2 separate regions of the Mus musculus genome follow, and region 1 is linked to region 2. A link is a contact called in public Hi-C data. All regions are on one chromosome and are shown on one strand. Each heading gives the region's core, a stretch centred on a gene start, on an enhancer-like site or on the middle of the called end of the contact. The rest is flanking DNA. Distances are from core to core; before and after follow the strand shown.

The links. A called contact is a pair of places that touch in the nucleus more often than the background predicts.
Region 1: a contact with region 2 is called in a Hi-C map of muscle stem cells, with 4 times the contacts expected there. The contact joins the promoter of Haus3 here to the promoter of Maea in region 2. A contact is called at or near these places in 1 of 39 promoter capture datasets (liver), 1 of 484 Hi-C or Micro-C datasets (muscle stem cells) and 1 of 9 other capture datasets (liver).

What each region holds. Positions count from the first base shown.
Region 1 is chr5:34,164,409-34,171,302 of GRCm38.p6, reverse strand. It overlaps Haus3 (HAUS augmin-like complex, subunit 3), which reads left to right and starts at 1,879. Exons shown (of 5, transcript NM_146159.1): 1 at 1,879-1,913; 2 at 2,860-3,898; 3 at 4,948-5,387. The coding sequence starts at 2,990. Poln (DNA polymerase N) reads left to right here and starts at 1,777. Exons shown (of 25, transcript NM_181857.4): 1 at 1,777-1,913.
Region 2 is chr5:33,331,417-33,339,075 of GRCm38.p6, reverse strand. Maea (macrophage erythroblast attacher) reads right to left here and starts at 3,504. Exons shown (of 9, transcript NM_021500.2): 1 at 3,431-3,504. The coding sequence starts at 3,499.

The sequences.
Region 1 (6,894 bases), core at 630-3,129, 830 kb before region 2:
GTTCTGTATAATTGACCCCATTGTGTTTGCTGTTTGTACTCAGGGGGCTGATCCTGTTCTAATCTTTATGTTTTCATGGCTTCTTATGGCCTCGCAAACACTTCTCAAACAAGGAGCGGTGGTCAGCAATTCAAGAGAGCGAGCTGGGGGCCAGGAGTCACTAAGAACAGTGGGTTTTCTAGAAGGTCTCATGGGTCCCAGGCTGTGCCTGGGGGGAACCTCAGCCTGCAAAGTAGCCCTTTGTCTTTCTGGCATCTTTAATTCCATCTCCTCCGAGCTCTTCCGCACAGTCTATAAATATCCTCCAGTTCCTCCCACTTTAAAACAAAACAACACCAAAAATCCTCTCAGCCTTGCATTCCCACCCCCTCATCTTGTGTCATTTGGCTCTTTTTCTCTCAGTCTTTGCCGCCTCAGCAAAATTTCCCAAAAGTACTGCCTGCACTTCCTCTGGCCAAAACCCACTCAACGCCAGCTCCCTGCTGAGCCCCTACCTCCAGTTTGGCATCTGGGGTCCTCTTGGGCCAGTCCCCTGATGTCCTAACCACATTAGGCACCATTCTAAGAACTTTTCCCCTGTACTGTTTGTTTTTATTTACTTTCCGGTTTTATTGACCTTCAAAAGGAGGATAAAAGTTAAATAAGAATTAATAGGAAATGTCTTCAACTCAAATTTAAATGATCTGCTTAGAACATTAGTTTTTCTCTCTTTGAAAACATGAATATCTGGGCATGGTGATTCATACCTGTGGCCCCAGCACTTGGAGATGCTAAAGTAGGATCTTGAGTTGAAGCCCAGCCTGGGTAGAGAAGCAAATCCTTGTCTCACAAAACAAATAAGCCCAGGGAAAAAGATCCAGAAAGAATTCTACCTAGTAGCAACTAGACTAGACCCTTGTCTGATACATCACCCTATTTATGATTAGAAGAGGGGAATACTATTTTTTTAATGATCAAAGCCCAGATCTTGTGAATTTATATATCATCTTACAAGAGAGTGGTTAAGTTGCAAATGCTGTCTGATAGAAAAAAATGAACAGATTATGACCCATACAGACAAGTTGTTACCAATGCCAACTGTAACTCCAAAGATCAGTTTTCTGGGACCATAGGACATTAACTAGGCTTGCATCTGAGTTCAGCATTCTGTCTTTCATTGAATGACGGCGGGCATCCTCAGAATGTCTGTACTTCTGAGTTAAATGCATTCTAAAACTGATGTATTTTACACCTTGACATTTTGAAGATGGGATCTTGGAGGGAGTCAGCTTTTGCTTGGAAGTCATCGAGGCCTTGGGAGTTAAGTGATTTTTGTTAAATAACCATTGTAAAAGATTCTATAGCCAACAATCCTACCCTGCAAGAGACCTGATAGGGTCCCAGCTGCTTGTTATTAGCACCAACGCTGGATCACCCTACCAGTGGTGGTGGTAAGAGCTGTTGGGGGAAGAAGGGGTCTGTTCGGCCTCAAACTTCCGGTCCCCTAGTGGTGTCACAGACCGCAAGCCATTCTTAGGACAGGAGGCCTAACTGAACTAGAGGGCCAAATGGCCAAGGCAACAAAGCAGCCGGAAGAGACCCAGACTCCAACTCCCGAGCGGGGGCGGGGTGGGGCGGAGCGAGGGCAGAGCCTATAGTGAGAAAACCAATCCTCTTGAGCCTAGCGGGAAGGACGGCGGGCCAGAGGCGGGGCTAAGGGGCGGTGCGTCCGTCAGGAAAGCCAATCACTTTACCCCGGCTCGTTGAAGGGGGTTGGTCTGCGGGTCCTCCTTCGCTTTCTCCGGGATACCTCGCCGCCTGCGCTGACTTTACGGATGTTGTAATCTGCGCGTGCGCGTCCTGGCACTCCCGTGAGGCACTGCGGCGCGCGCGGTTGGAGGCTGGCAGAGAGCAGTGACTGCGGCTTTCCTGAGGTAAGGGTCTTGTAAGTTCGGGGTTGGCGGGGCCGCCGCTACCCTCCTACAGCCTGCTTGAGGCATCGATAGAGGTCGCTGGGCCCAGGCGCGGGGTGTGCGGGGAGGCTGAGGCTTTGTGCCAGAGGTGGGGGCGGAGGTACGTGGCCGGTCATCCGGCTGGGGTTGGTAGCTTTATTTTTCGGATACTGCGGATAAAACCCAAGGCCTCAATCATACGAGGCAAACGTTAAACCGGAAATACACACTTATCTGTTACCCAGCTTTTAAAAACAGCAATTTGGTACTTTTGTGGGCGTGTTTTATTAGAGCTCTTAAGTGTCATAACTGGATACTCAGAAACAAACCAAAACCAACCCAGAGAGTTTGCTACCAGAGTGTCAAATACATCGTGATTTTAAGACCTGCCATTGTCACTGACCTAAGTTTGGTTCAAGTCGTGGTTCATTGTGTTCTATTCGAAATAAAACTTCTTACTTGATGATTGATGGGTACTTTGAAACTTGTCAATTTGTCCTGGTTTTCTCTGCGTTAGACTGGTTATATCTATAGATTGAGTCCTTTGAGACTGATGGAACGCTGATTGAAGTAAATATTTAGTTGATTCTTCCTTAGAAAGGTAGGCATATTTCTTTTTCCTAACTAGAAACTACAGGGGAAACAGCTATTTTACAAAATGTAATTTATTTTAAGTAATTTCATCATTGGGAAAAAAAATCAGTTTTTTTTTATTGTTATATCTTCATTAATTAGATTCTTCATTACTGTTGTAGTGTCCTAAGCAACACCCTGATTGCTTCTGTTTTGCTTTGTCTTTGTCAGATATTGCACGTGCATCTGCTTTTAACTTAAGTAGTCTCCTGATGTCATCTGATAAAATGATCTGTATATTTAAAATTCATTTGCCTTGTTCATGGTCTAATACTTGTGTTCTTTCCCCCACTAGGAAAACACATTATAGATTGTATTTTTTTTCCTTCTTCTATGGACTTAGCGTAAATATGTTTTTTTCTGTTTGAACTTAGTTTAAAAAAATAGATTCATATCAAATATTTAAAAACAGGAGTAGTTAAACCATGAGTTGTGGAAATGAGTTTGTGGAAACATTGAAAAAAATTGGTTATCCCAAAGCTGATATTCTTAATGGAGAAGATTTTGACTGGCTCTTTGAGGATGTTGAAGATGAGTCATTCTTGAAATGGTTTTGTGGGAATGTGAATGAACAGAATGTATTGTCTGAAAAAGAATTGGAAGCCTTCAGCGATCTCCAGCGATCAGGCAAGCCTATCCTAGAAGGAACAGCATTGGATGAAGTTCTTAGGACCTGTAAAACTTTTGATTTGAAGACATGCAAACTGGATGACAAAGAGATACAGATATTAGAGGATGAGGTTCAAACTCTGCAGAAATTAAATAACTCAAAAATTCAGCGACGGAATAAATACCAGTTAATGGTTTCTGAAACTAGCTACAGGTTTCTGGCATTAAATGCTAAACAAGAGGAGGCCACTAAGAAGCTGAAACAGAAGCAAGGATTCCTAAATTCTGTGAATACTAAGCTCAGTAATGAACTTCAGGGTCTTACTGAGGAAGTTAATAATTTGATGATATTCTTCAGAAATTCTAATTTAAGTGAAAGAACAAATCCAATGGTGTTTTTATCTCAGTTTCCCTTGGGAAAATACATAAGCCAAGAAGAGCAGAGCACAGCAGCATTAACCTTATACACAAAAAAGCAATTCTTTCAGGGCATGCACGAAGTAGTTGAAAGTTCAAATGAAGACAATTTTCAACTTTTAGATATACAAACACCGTCTATTTGTGATAATGAAGAAATCCTTAGGGAGCGACGACTGGAGATGGCTAGACTGCAGATGGCATGTATTTGTGTCCAGAAACAGATCATATACTTGAAAACAAGTAATTTGAGCATGAAGTCGAGTATAAAATGGGCGGAAGAGAATCTTAATAGACTAACCAATGAGGTAAGCATAAGAAATAAGACTGAATTCATATTGTAATTGTTAGGAATATAGAGTTTAATATTGCTGCTAATTTAGAAAAGGGGGGAAATCTAATTTTAATTTTATAGAAAATTATATTAGTATAGCATATTAATATAATTTATTAATTATGTAATATAATTAATGTAATTTTATAGTACATATTTGCAGTATGTATTTCATACAAATATATTATTAATCATATTACTAGAATTTAGTAATTTTATCCTCAGTAATATTACTGAGCAAATTTTGGACAAAAATAACCTTACTTTGCATTATGAATCTGAAAATTGTGTCATTTCAATTACAGATTAAACTGGGGTTTCTGTTTTTTGGTATAAACCAAGGAAACTACTTGCTTAACTATGGATATTCTGCCTTGTTTCCTCTGACAAGAAGATAGTATTAATGAAGTCCAGGATTCAGTGGAGTGACTTTCTCATTACTTGTTGAGAATATGTAGATATATTGCAGTTGTTCATCTGCACTCTCTAGAAGCTTGCTTTCTTGATAATATAGGCAGTAGATAGTTGAATAAAAATGTAGAGGTTTCTGAACCAATACTTGTATTAAATTAGTTACTACAACAGAAACATTTTGAAATAACAAGTCTGGTAAATCTGTGTGCTATAATCAGCTCATGGACTAAGAAAATACTATATAATTTTAAGAAAATTAAAATATTCATTTGTTATAATGAGTAGTATACTTATTAAAGTTATGATAACGATGAGATCTTCTAGTTTGTTAGCCATTATTGTTTGTTTGTATGTATGTATGTATGTGTGTGTGTGTGTGTATATATATATATATATATATATATATAGTGTACTGAAATTCAGTAGTTCATGCTGGCCTTTCTCTTGACTTAGTCCTTATTTTCCTTTAAAGTTAGTTTTGGCTTATACCAATAAGTTAGTTTTTATTCATTGCATATATTATCTGACCATCTAAAACAAACAATGAAAATAGTTAGAAAATAAAAGTTTAAACCTACATTTTAAAATGTTACTGCTTTCTTTGTGTAGGTTATTGATAAAGAAAATTTGGATGCAGAAATTTCTAGCTTAAACAGTGAGATTCTAAAACTTGAAGAACAAATCACTCATATAAAAGACAAAGTTTTGCCTGCTGTGGTAAAAGAATATGCTCAGCTATTGAACATGCCAGTTGTAAAGGGCGATTTTGAACTGCAGATTGCTAAACAAGATTATTATACGGCAAGACAAGAGTTAGTGTTAAATGAGTTGATAAAACAGAAGGCATCTTTTGAGCTTGTCCAGTTATCATATGAGATTGAGTTGAGAAAACATTGGGATACATATCGGCAACTAGAGAGTTTGGTTCAACAACTCAGTCAAAGAAACACGGTGCTCTGCCAGCACTTGGCAGTGTTATCAGACATACCAGCATCTGAGCAGTTAACCTCAAGGACTCCCATCGACACCAAAGATCATTCCACTCATAGGTATGTATGTCATTGCTTCCTTAGCATTTTTTTCTTTTATTTTTGTGAAATACTAGAGAGTTGGAACAGAAATTTTAAAGGTTTAAAAATTACTTGTATTCAGATTTGGCCTTTCTGCTTTTCTTTTTTCTTTTATCCTTTAAGTTTTTTGTTCCCTTTCTGTTCATGTTAGGTCTGAATGTAGCCACTTTAGAGCTGAAGTCAATGAGTTGAGGGAGTAAAGTGATAAAATAGTTTACTCCCACTTAGATACCTAGATTTGGGTTAGGAAATTTAAATACAGCTTTGTATCATAGGTATTGCTGGGCATGATACTGATTGTATCGGCAAGAGGGTAGTAGGGTGGGAAGACTTTATTTCCCTATCTGATGAGGTAGATCACTAAAATGAAAGCTGGCCCTTCCTGGACATCTAAGCAGTTGATGATAACAAGATACTAGAATTGAAGGCTAAAAGTATTAGACTTCAAAAGTCTGTAACTCTGCTTGATGTGTGGCTCATATCTGTAATCCCAGCATCTAAAAGGCTGAGGAAGAGCTATACTAAGTTTGAGACCTTTGTGGGCTATGTAATAATGTTCAACAAACACTTGTCTTTTAAATCCTGTATAGTAATGGGATTGCATATTTAATTTCAACTTTCTGGAAGTTGGGGCAGGAGAATCTCGAATTTGAGGTCAGCTTGGGATACATAGTAAGAATTCTAGGACAGTCTGAGCTGCACAATGGGACTTTGTATTTTAAAAAAAGAAAGAATTGGCATGGAGACTGGAGAGAGCTGGGGAGATAGCTTAGTCACTGCAGTGCTTGTGTACAAGTTTGAGAACCTCAATTTGATCCTCCAGAAACAACATAAAAAAGCCAGGTGCAGTGGCACACTCCTGTCATCTCTACACTGGAGAGGTAGAGGAGGAAGGATCCCTAGTACTTGCTGGTTAGCCAGTCTCATAGAATGGGTGAGCTCCAGGTTCATGAGAGACTTAAAAGTGAGGCAGAGAGTGGTTGAGGAATACCCCCAACATTAACCTCTGGGCTCCCTGTGTGCATGTGGAGACACACACATTTTGTATGCTGCTACTCATTTTTGGTAGGATCAGAATAACATACTTTAGCTTTTAATCCCAGAACTTGAGAGGCAGAGGCAGATTTCTAAGAGGCAGAGGCAGATTTCTGAGAGGCAGAGGGGCAGAGGGGCAGAGAGAGAGAGGCAGTGAGAGAGGCAGAGACAGATTTCTGAGTTCCAGTCCAGCCTGGTCTATGTAGCAGATTCCAGGACAGTAAGGGCTACACAGAGAAACCCTATCTTAGGGGGAGGGGGGAGACTTGAATGTGTGAACCGAGAAAGAGCAAGCTATGTGTTGATGTATGTATATTATGAATAAAAAGAGCATGTCTTCTTAGAAGGCAGGCATAACATGCTGCTTTAGATTTATTTTTTGTCTTACAGGCTGATGGATTTTCTGCCATTAAGTGCGATGAAAATGATTTTGTTAATTAGCAGGATTTTT
Region 2 (7,659 bases), core at 2,255-4,754:
GAGTGTCTGTGTATAAGAGAACTGTGGAAGCTGGGAACCTGACTGGGCTCCAAAGAGGATCAAGGTACACCACCAGGGTGAGATTCAGAAAGAAGCTGGGGTCCAGGGCTGGCTACCCCAATATCTTCAGGTCCTGACACTGGACAGTTGCCACCTGATTAGGTGGCAAGTAGAAAAGGTGACACAATACTATGCTACAGCTACCTGAAGGGGGGGTTAAAAAAAAAAGAGTAGAAATATTAATGGAATGATGATCACTTCAGTAGACTAAAGAAGAAAAATCTCCCTTTATAACAACAACAAAAAGCTTAAAAAAATAATTCAAACAGGGGATCTTAGTTTATGATTCTGGGCCACGAATCCTAGTCTCCCCTTGCTTCAAAGACCTGTCACTTTCAATCTGGCACCAGTCAGACTTCAACAGGAAAAAAAGCTACAGTCAGAATACAAGAGGATGTCTCATGAACCACATTCCCAGAGCTCTGAAAAACACAGAAACAAGTTCCCTAAAGCAACATTCAGTCCAGAGGTCCTCATGCTGGTGACTTTGTATCCAAGGCAACCTGGCAATGTCTGGAGGTATTCTGGGGATACTCCTACACCTGGTAGGTAGAGGCTAGGGATACCACTGGGATAATGAAGCTGGAAGGTTCCAAGGCTTATAAAGAAGCCTGTGCCAGGCCACCACTATGGAGGAAACACAGGAACAGAAAAGAGCCATGCCCAGGGTCAGGGGATGCCACCATAGCCCCTCACAGGAAAAGAAGATGGCTGCCAGGTGCCTGAGACTGCAAAACAGACATCTAGGTCCACTGCTTAAGCCACCCGCCAGATCCCAAGGCTGCACATCTGAAGAGGCCTTGCTCTGCAGGTGAACAATCTGTCAATAAACATACATAAGTTATGAAATGTTCAAAGAATAAATCTTAAAAAATTTAAGTCTGTCCAGTATACTGCAGTCCCAACTGCTTTTGGGGAGCCCTCCAGCCACCAGTCTTCACTTCTGGGAGGGATCCCAACCCACATGCCATACATGCATCTGGACCCTCCTAAGGACTGACCACAAACACCTCTCTCCTGGTATTCTGATTGATTCTGTCATCAAACACTTCTGAATCAAAGTATAAAGTGCCCACCATCAATTACTGTTGAAAAAGTACAGAAGTGCAGCTAAGTATGCATCTCAGTTGGCAGGATGTTTGCCCATCATGCAGATGTCCTGGATCTGATCTCTCTCACTGCACTGCCTGGAATCCCAGCATTCAGGAGACAGTAAGAAGGATCAGAAACTCAAGGTCATCCTTAGCTATCCCAGTGAGTTACAGCCCAGCCAAGGCTACAACAGACCTGTCTCAAAAAAAAACAAGTCAAAACCAGCCAAACAACAACAATGTAAGGGGAAAACGTGAACAAAGCAAAGATACACTGTCAACAAAGCAGAGAAGTTATAAGGCAAGGGTCTGCAGGACCTGGAGGGAGTAGCATTTCTACTCACAAAAACTTTTCTTTCTATCATTCGTCAAAGAGAAAAAAAGAAAAGAAAAGGTGTGATTCTGTTTCCATGACACCACCACCTCTCTGTACCTGCACAGAGATCCACAGAATCGTTTTCGTCAGAGCTGTGCAATAGCTTTGGAATGCAGAGTGCATTCCTGGTCACCAGAGGACGGACTGGAGGAACCCTGACCATCCATTTCACTGCCTAATGCGTTCAGTAAGCCAGAGAGGGAGGGAGCTCTGAAACCTTTCCTGTCTGTGGGTCCCAAATTCACCAGCCAGAACAAATAGCCACGTTCTCCCAAAGCAACCTCATTGCAACAGGTCTGGAAGTCCTGGCGAGGCCCAGACGTCAGTGGTTACAGGTCTAGTGATAGAAGGCCCCAAGTATGACCACTGTTAAGAGTCAGGGTTTCCATCTGTCAATCAACAGAAATCCAAGAGTGCCAGGAAACTACAGGATTGGTAAGAGTCACCTGTAATCCCAGCACTCGGATTCATGGCCTACAGAAGCCTGCCTCAAAAAAAAAAAAAAAAAAAAAAAAAAAGAAAAGAAAAGAAAAGAAAAGAAAAGAAAGAAAGAAAACAAGGCCTGAGGATGTAGCTCAGTAGCAGAGCATTGGCCTAGCACGTACAAGACCGAGGTCTGTCACAAGTACCTCCTACTCCCCCAAGCCATACATTTTGAACATCTGACAAAAAAGACTGGTGGTGTTTGCTCCCTTCCTTAGTCAAATAAAGCACAGGATACAAAACATTGATCAAATATGGCTGCTCACCAACTATAGAAGAAGGCCAGCTGGGCCTTGCTTCTGCCCTCCTGTGAAGACAAACTACTCCAGAGCAGTCAGATGTCACAGGGACAATGACAAGAGATGCCTTCCAGGGAATGCCAAGACTTCCATGTGCAATATAAGCTCGCTCACTTCACCCTCGGGGAGGAAAACAAGTGCTCCCTAGGGCTTACATCAGACAAGGGAACACCAGCAGAAGTCAGGTGCCTCCCATACAATCTGGGTCTCCCTAAGCACAGAAAAAGCGGTCTCGCCTAGAACCTGTAGTCTTCAACCTTAGCTAAACGACCCACCCACCCACCACCAAACAACCACTGGGTCACCAAAGAGATGGATGAGGTGCCAAGAGCTCCAGAAGAAAAGCTGCCCAGACCTCAGCCAAGGAATGTAGAACACGAAGGCTCTGCCGGCCTTCCTTGGAACCAAAGAATTTTTTTCTTCCTCTTAAGGCTTTTCTTCCCAGGTACTTCACCGCAGTCCATCCGGTACCATCAAGCCCTCTAGCAACTGAAGCCTCCCAGTCTTCCGGCGGGGATGAACGTTTGTCCTAAAGGAACGCACTGGCGCAGCGACCACCCAAGGTCACGCCCCGGAAACCAAGGGCAGGAGCTGCGCTGGAGTTCTGGGGACGCCCAGCGAGGCGGGGTGCCACCGGGTCGCCAGTGCTCCCCACTGGCCCCCTAATTAGCACCAGAGGCATGCCCGCCACGCCCCAGGCCGAGCTTCCGGAAGGACGCCCCGGGGCCGCCGCGACCCACCTCCGCGTCCAGGGCCCCTGGTTCTTTAGTGCCCGCCGCCCCGGCCGTGGCCTCGCTGCCCGCACTCGCACGGCCCGCAGCCTCTCGGCTTTGAAGGCTGGGTGGGAGGCAGGGCTCAGGCCCCGCCGCCCGGGCCTCGGAAGCCCTCTGACTCTGTCGCCCCGCACCACCTAGGTCACAGTACACCGAGAGGTCCCCCTTGGCCCCATCGGGAGGCCCCGGCCCGTGCCCATCGCGCTGGAGAGCCGCAGCCCCACCGCCCCCGACCCCGCCCCCGGCCGTGCAGTCCCTCCAGAAGCGACTCCGGCAGCGACCCAGCCCCTGCACCACCACGACCCCTCCCAAGATGCGGTGGCGACCCTAGCCGCGCCTAGAACGCACCTTGAGGGTCGGGTACTCCTGCACCTTCAGGGTCATGGACAGCTGGGCCGCCGACTCCTGCACCGCCATCTTGGGCCGGCCGAGCGGAGGAGGCGGGTACGGGGCACGCCGGATAGTGACGTGCTACGTACGGGAGCAGGCGGAGCGGCTATGAGTCTGCACCAATCGTGTCACCGGGCCGCCCGAGCGGAAGAAGGCCAGAGCCAATCATCTTTCACGGGCTCGACCAATCGCCGGCAGCTCTAGAGAGCGGCTTCCTCATTGAATTGTCCGCTGGCGTAGGCCGCAGATGCGGATTTAGTAGAGCGGGGATCCCGACGCCATGGACGTTCGGAGGGTTGGGGCTGAGACGACTCACGTTGTGGTCGCACCCCCCCCCCACACACACACCTCCGAAGTCGCCTCCCGTAGTGGTCACAGGCCCTGCCTCAGCGCTCGGTGGCCGTTATCTCTGAATGGTCACTTAGGGGTGCGGTTTTTGCCATCCGGGAACTACTTTCCTTCATCTCCATTTTCGCCGATTAACAGCTCTGGCGTCCAAGAGCGGGCTTCCCAATAAAAGATAAAGAATGTTTACAATAGAATAAGACAGGGAGGGGCTATCGAGCAGCTGTGCTTTCCTGCCAGTAATAACATAAGGAACACTTGGGAACTGCATTTGTGAAAAAGCGATGAATCCTTGATTTGGGGTCCAAAAGGCGTCTGAAGGTGTCCAGTCCCTGACCTAAACTTGTAGTCAAGTTGAATTCCTGGAGCAATAGTAATGATCAGTTAACATCTTTCTGATAAACTAAGCAACGTGGATCTTCCAGGGCTCCTGAGTGAAAGCAATTATCTGTGATGTAGGCTTCACCCTACAGCACATGTCACAAGACCTGAGAATCAGTCTGTTCCCTAAGGCAATGAGGACTTCTTTAAACCACCTGAAAAACAGAATTGAAGTAACTATCAACCAGACCACACCTTGACTGAGATTGCTTAATTATCATGCCTTTTACCTACATTCTAATTCTTCTATTTTGAACTCAATTTGGCCATTTGTTGGTAGCCAGACAATAAACTTGAGGGTCACTAAAACCCTTTATCTGAACTGAATGGCTTTTTTTTTTTTTTTTTTTTTTTTTTTTTTTTTTTTTTGGTGAATTGAACCTACCTCACGTTTGCATGATTTCTGCAGAAGCCAGAAGAGAGCGTTAGATCCCCCAGGAACTAGAGTTACAGATTGTTGTGAGACAAGCACATGGGTGCTGAGTACTAAACTTGAGTTCTCTACAAGACCAGCATGTGCTCTTAACCCATGAGCCATCTCTCCAGCCCTCCTCGCCTGCTTTTAAAATTAAAAATGGAATTACATTTCATTCCTTAGGAAATGACTTCTACATTAAGTTGTCTTTTGTATTTTACAGAACTGGATCTTTGTTTTGTTTTTCCTTGAGACTCTATCTTGGAACTCTATGTAGACCAGGCTAGCCTCGAACTCAACAGAGATTCTCTTGTTTCACAGATCTTCTGTGCCCCTTCTCAGATGATACCATCTCCCATGCAGGTTCCATGCCTCCCTCCCCCTAGTCTTTAGTCTTATAGAGTTAGATGATGAAGAAATCAGTGACTGTGAGTCCTCCAGTCCACATTTGCACAGTGGCATTACATATTCCCCTCTGTAGCCATTCTGTCTGACTCTCTTACATGGTCACATTTAAGTCCAGGGCTGTAATATATGATGTTGGCCCCCTTAGAGGCCAACTTTGTGGCTTCCTGGATTCAAAACTAACCCAAAGAGAGAAACATATATTCTTCTCTGATGCTGTCAGTGAAAGAGCCTAGTGGGGAAACCCCCACTCAACTCCCGATTTGGCGTGCACCCAAGAATCACGAACAGACGACCATCTTGATGTAAAAACACGAGGTAGTTTAATGGCAGAGCTCTGGGTCGAAACATATCTCACGCAGGAGACAGTGGTTTCGACCCCTGTTGCGTCCAACTCAACCAGCAAGGAAAACAAACCACCAGTTCTTCTTAAAGCAGTTTGCTCAGGCAGCTTCTCTCTTCAAATCCCCCGCCTCTCGGGGTACAAGAGTTTTTATCCACTCAAGCCACAACCATGCCTCAATCAATCACCACAGGTCACATCACCTCACCAGGCAGGCTTGCTCAGCCAATCAGGGATTAAGGGCAAGCCATCCACCAAATATGGGCTTGTTGACTGCCTGGCACAGATTTCTGTCCGGCTGACCAGGGAGTCCGGAATGGCTTCCCACAGACCCTTTAATGGCGGAGCTCATGAAGGAGACAGTGGATTTGACCATGAGGCTTGGAAGCTAGTGGTTTCTAAAGAAAAGGGGTGGGGCTGGGGGAGGAATTGGCGCAGTTTCACATGATTGGTTCATTTAAACATCAGCAGGGAAGAATTGGCGTGGTTTCACATGATAGGTCCATTTAAACATCAGCAGCCTGTTAACATTTAACTTAGGTCAGAAGGGTGGGAGATAGGGAGGCGCCAGGCCAGTCTGGCATGTCATTCTCTTTATCTTTCTTTATCTTTATGGCCAAGCAGCCTCAGGAATGTCTTAACGACAGGCCTGCCCAGGCATGTCCTGGCCTGTTCTGCTATGTTCTCAGCCCCAGGTTTCAAAGCACACAAACAACTCTTTGGGCTATTTGACATACATTACATGAATCACAGGTCTCAAGTTTTATTTTCTTTCATCAGGATGGTATGTCTAGGGTTGTAGGAATGAATTCTTATTCTGTTGATTTAAAGAATAAAAAGACAGGAAAAGCAAAGCCTTACCATTCAACCATGCTTTGTTGAAAGCAGAAGCGCATACACAAAGGCATGACAAAACACAAAAAGATGATGGTCTCCCCAGTAGGGAGGGAACCAAAAGATTGCGCCAGAGTCTGCTCAGATGGTAGGGAGATTTTATGTTTGGGCATGTGTTGGGAGCCGCCCCCACATTCGCCGTCACAAGATGGCGCTGACATCCTGTGTTCTAAGTGGTAAACAAATAATCTGCGCATGTGCCAAGGGTATTTTACGACTACTTGTACTCTGCCTTTCCCGTGAACGTCAGCTCGGCCATGGGCTGCAGCCAATCAGGGAGTGATGCGTCCTAAGCGAAGGATAACTCCTCCTTAAAGGGGACGGGGTTTCCGCCATTCTCTCTCTGGCTCTGGCGCCTGCTCGCTTGGTCCTAAAGATGTAAACAATAGAGCGCGCTCTGCGCTTTGGCGCGCCGGAGCTCTGGCTCCTAAAGATGTAAGCGGGGCGCTTTCGTTTTGGGGCTTGGGGGTTTGCGCTCCTGGCTCCTGAAGATGTAAGCAATAAAGTTTTGCCGCAGAAGATTCTGGTTTGTTGTGTTCTTTCCTGGCCGGGCGCGCGAACGCGAGTAAGAATTGGTGCCGAATTCCGGGACGAAAAATTCCGGGACGAGAAAACCCCGGGAAGAGAAAACCTGGGACGAAAATTACCATCACCGGCGCAAGGAAGATCCCTCATTCCAGAACCAGAACTGCGGGTCGCGGTAATAAAGGTTCCCGTAAAGCAGACTGTTAAGAAGGATTCAACTGCATGAATTCAGAACTTTTCAGCTGGGGGAACAGAGTACCAGTGAGTACAGCTTTACAAGGTCAGTCTGGTCTTGAACTTTCTAAGGAAATTCAAGACAGTCTATCAGAAGTAAAGTGGAAAATGGCTTTACAAGGTATGTTTGGCCTTGAATTTTTTCTAGTGTTAGAAGCCCTTTTGTTCCTTTTCACATGTTATCAAGTGGTTAAGGCAGGGCGGATTCTAGATGAAATTCAGGACAATCTATCAGAAGTAAAGCGGGGAGAGAGAGTAGGAGCAAAGAGAAAATATGGTACACAAAATAAGTATACAGGCCTTTCCACGGGTCTTGAACCTGAGGAAAAGTTTAGGTCAGGTAAGAATACCTGGGGAGAGATTGGAAGGAAGGAGAAGAAAAAAGAAAAGAAAAAAGATCAATTAGAGAAGCCAGTTCTTAGTAGTTCTGAATCAGATGAAAAGGCTATTAGGGCCTGGAAGGCGCTCTCCCGAGCAGGTGAAGCCACTGGACAATAATGACAGAGACAGGCTCTTGCAGCCTACAAGGTCTTATTGTCCACCCTGGAGTTGTAGATCAGGATTATAAAGGGGAACTTCAGGTTCTCTGTTCTTGTCCTCAAGTTGTCTTTTCTATATCACAAAGAGACAGAATAGCTCAACTAA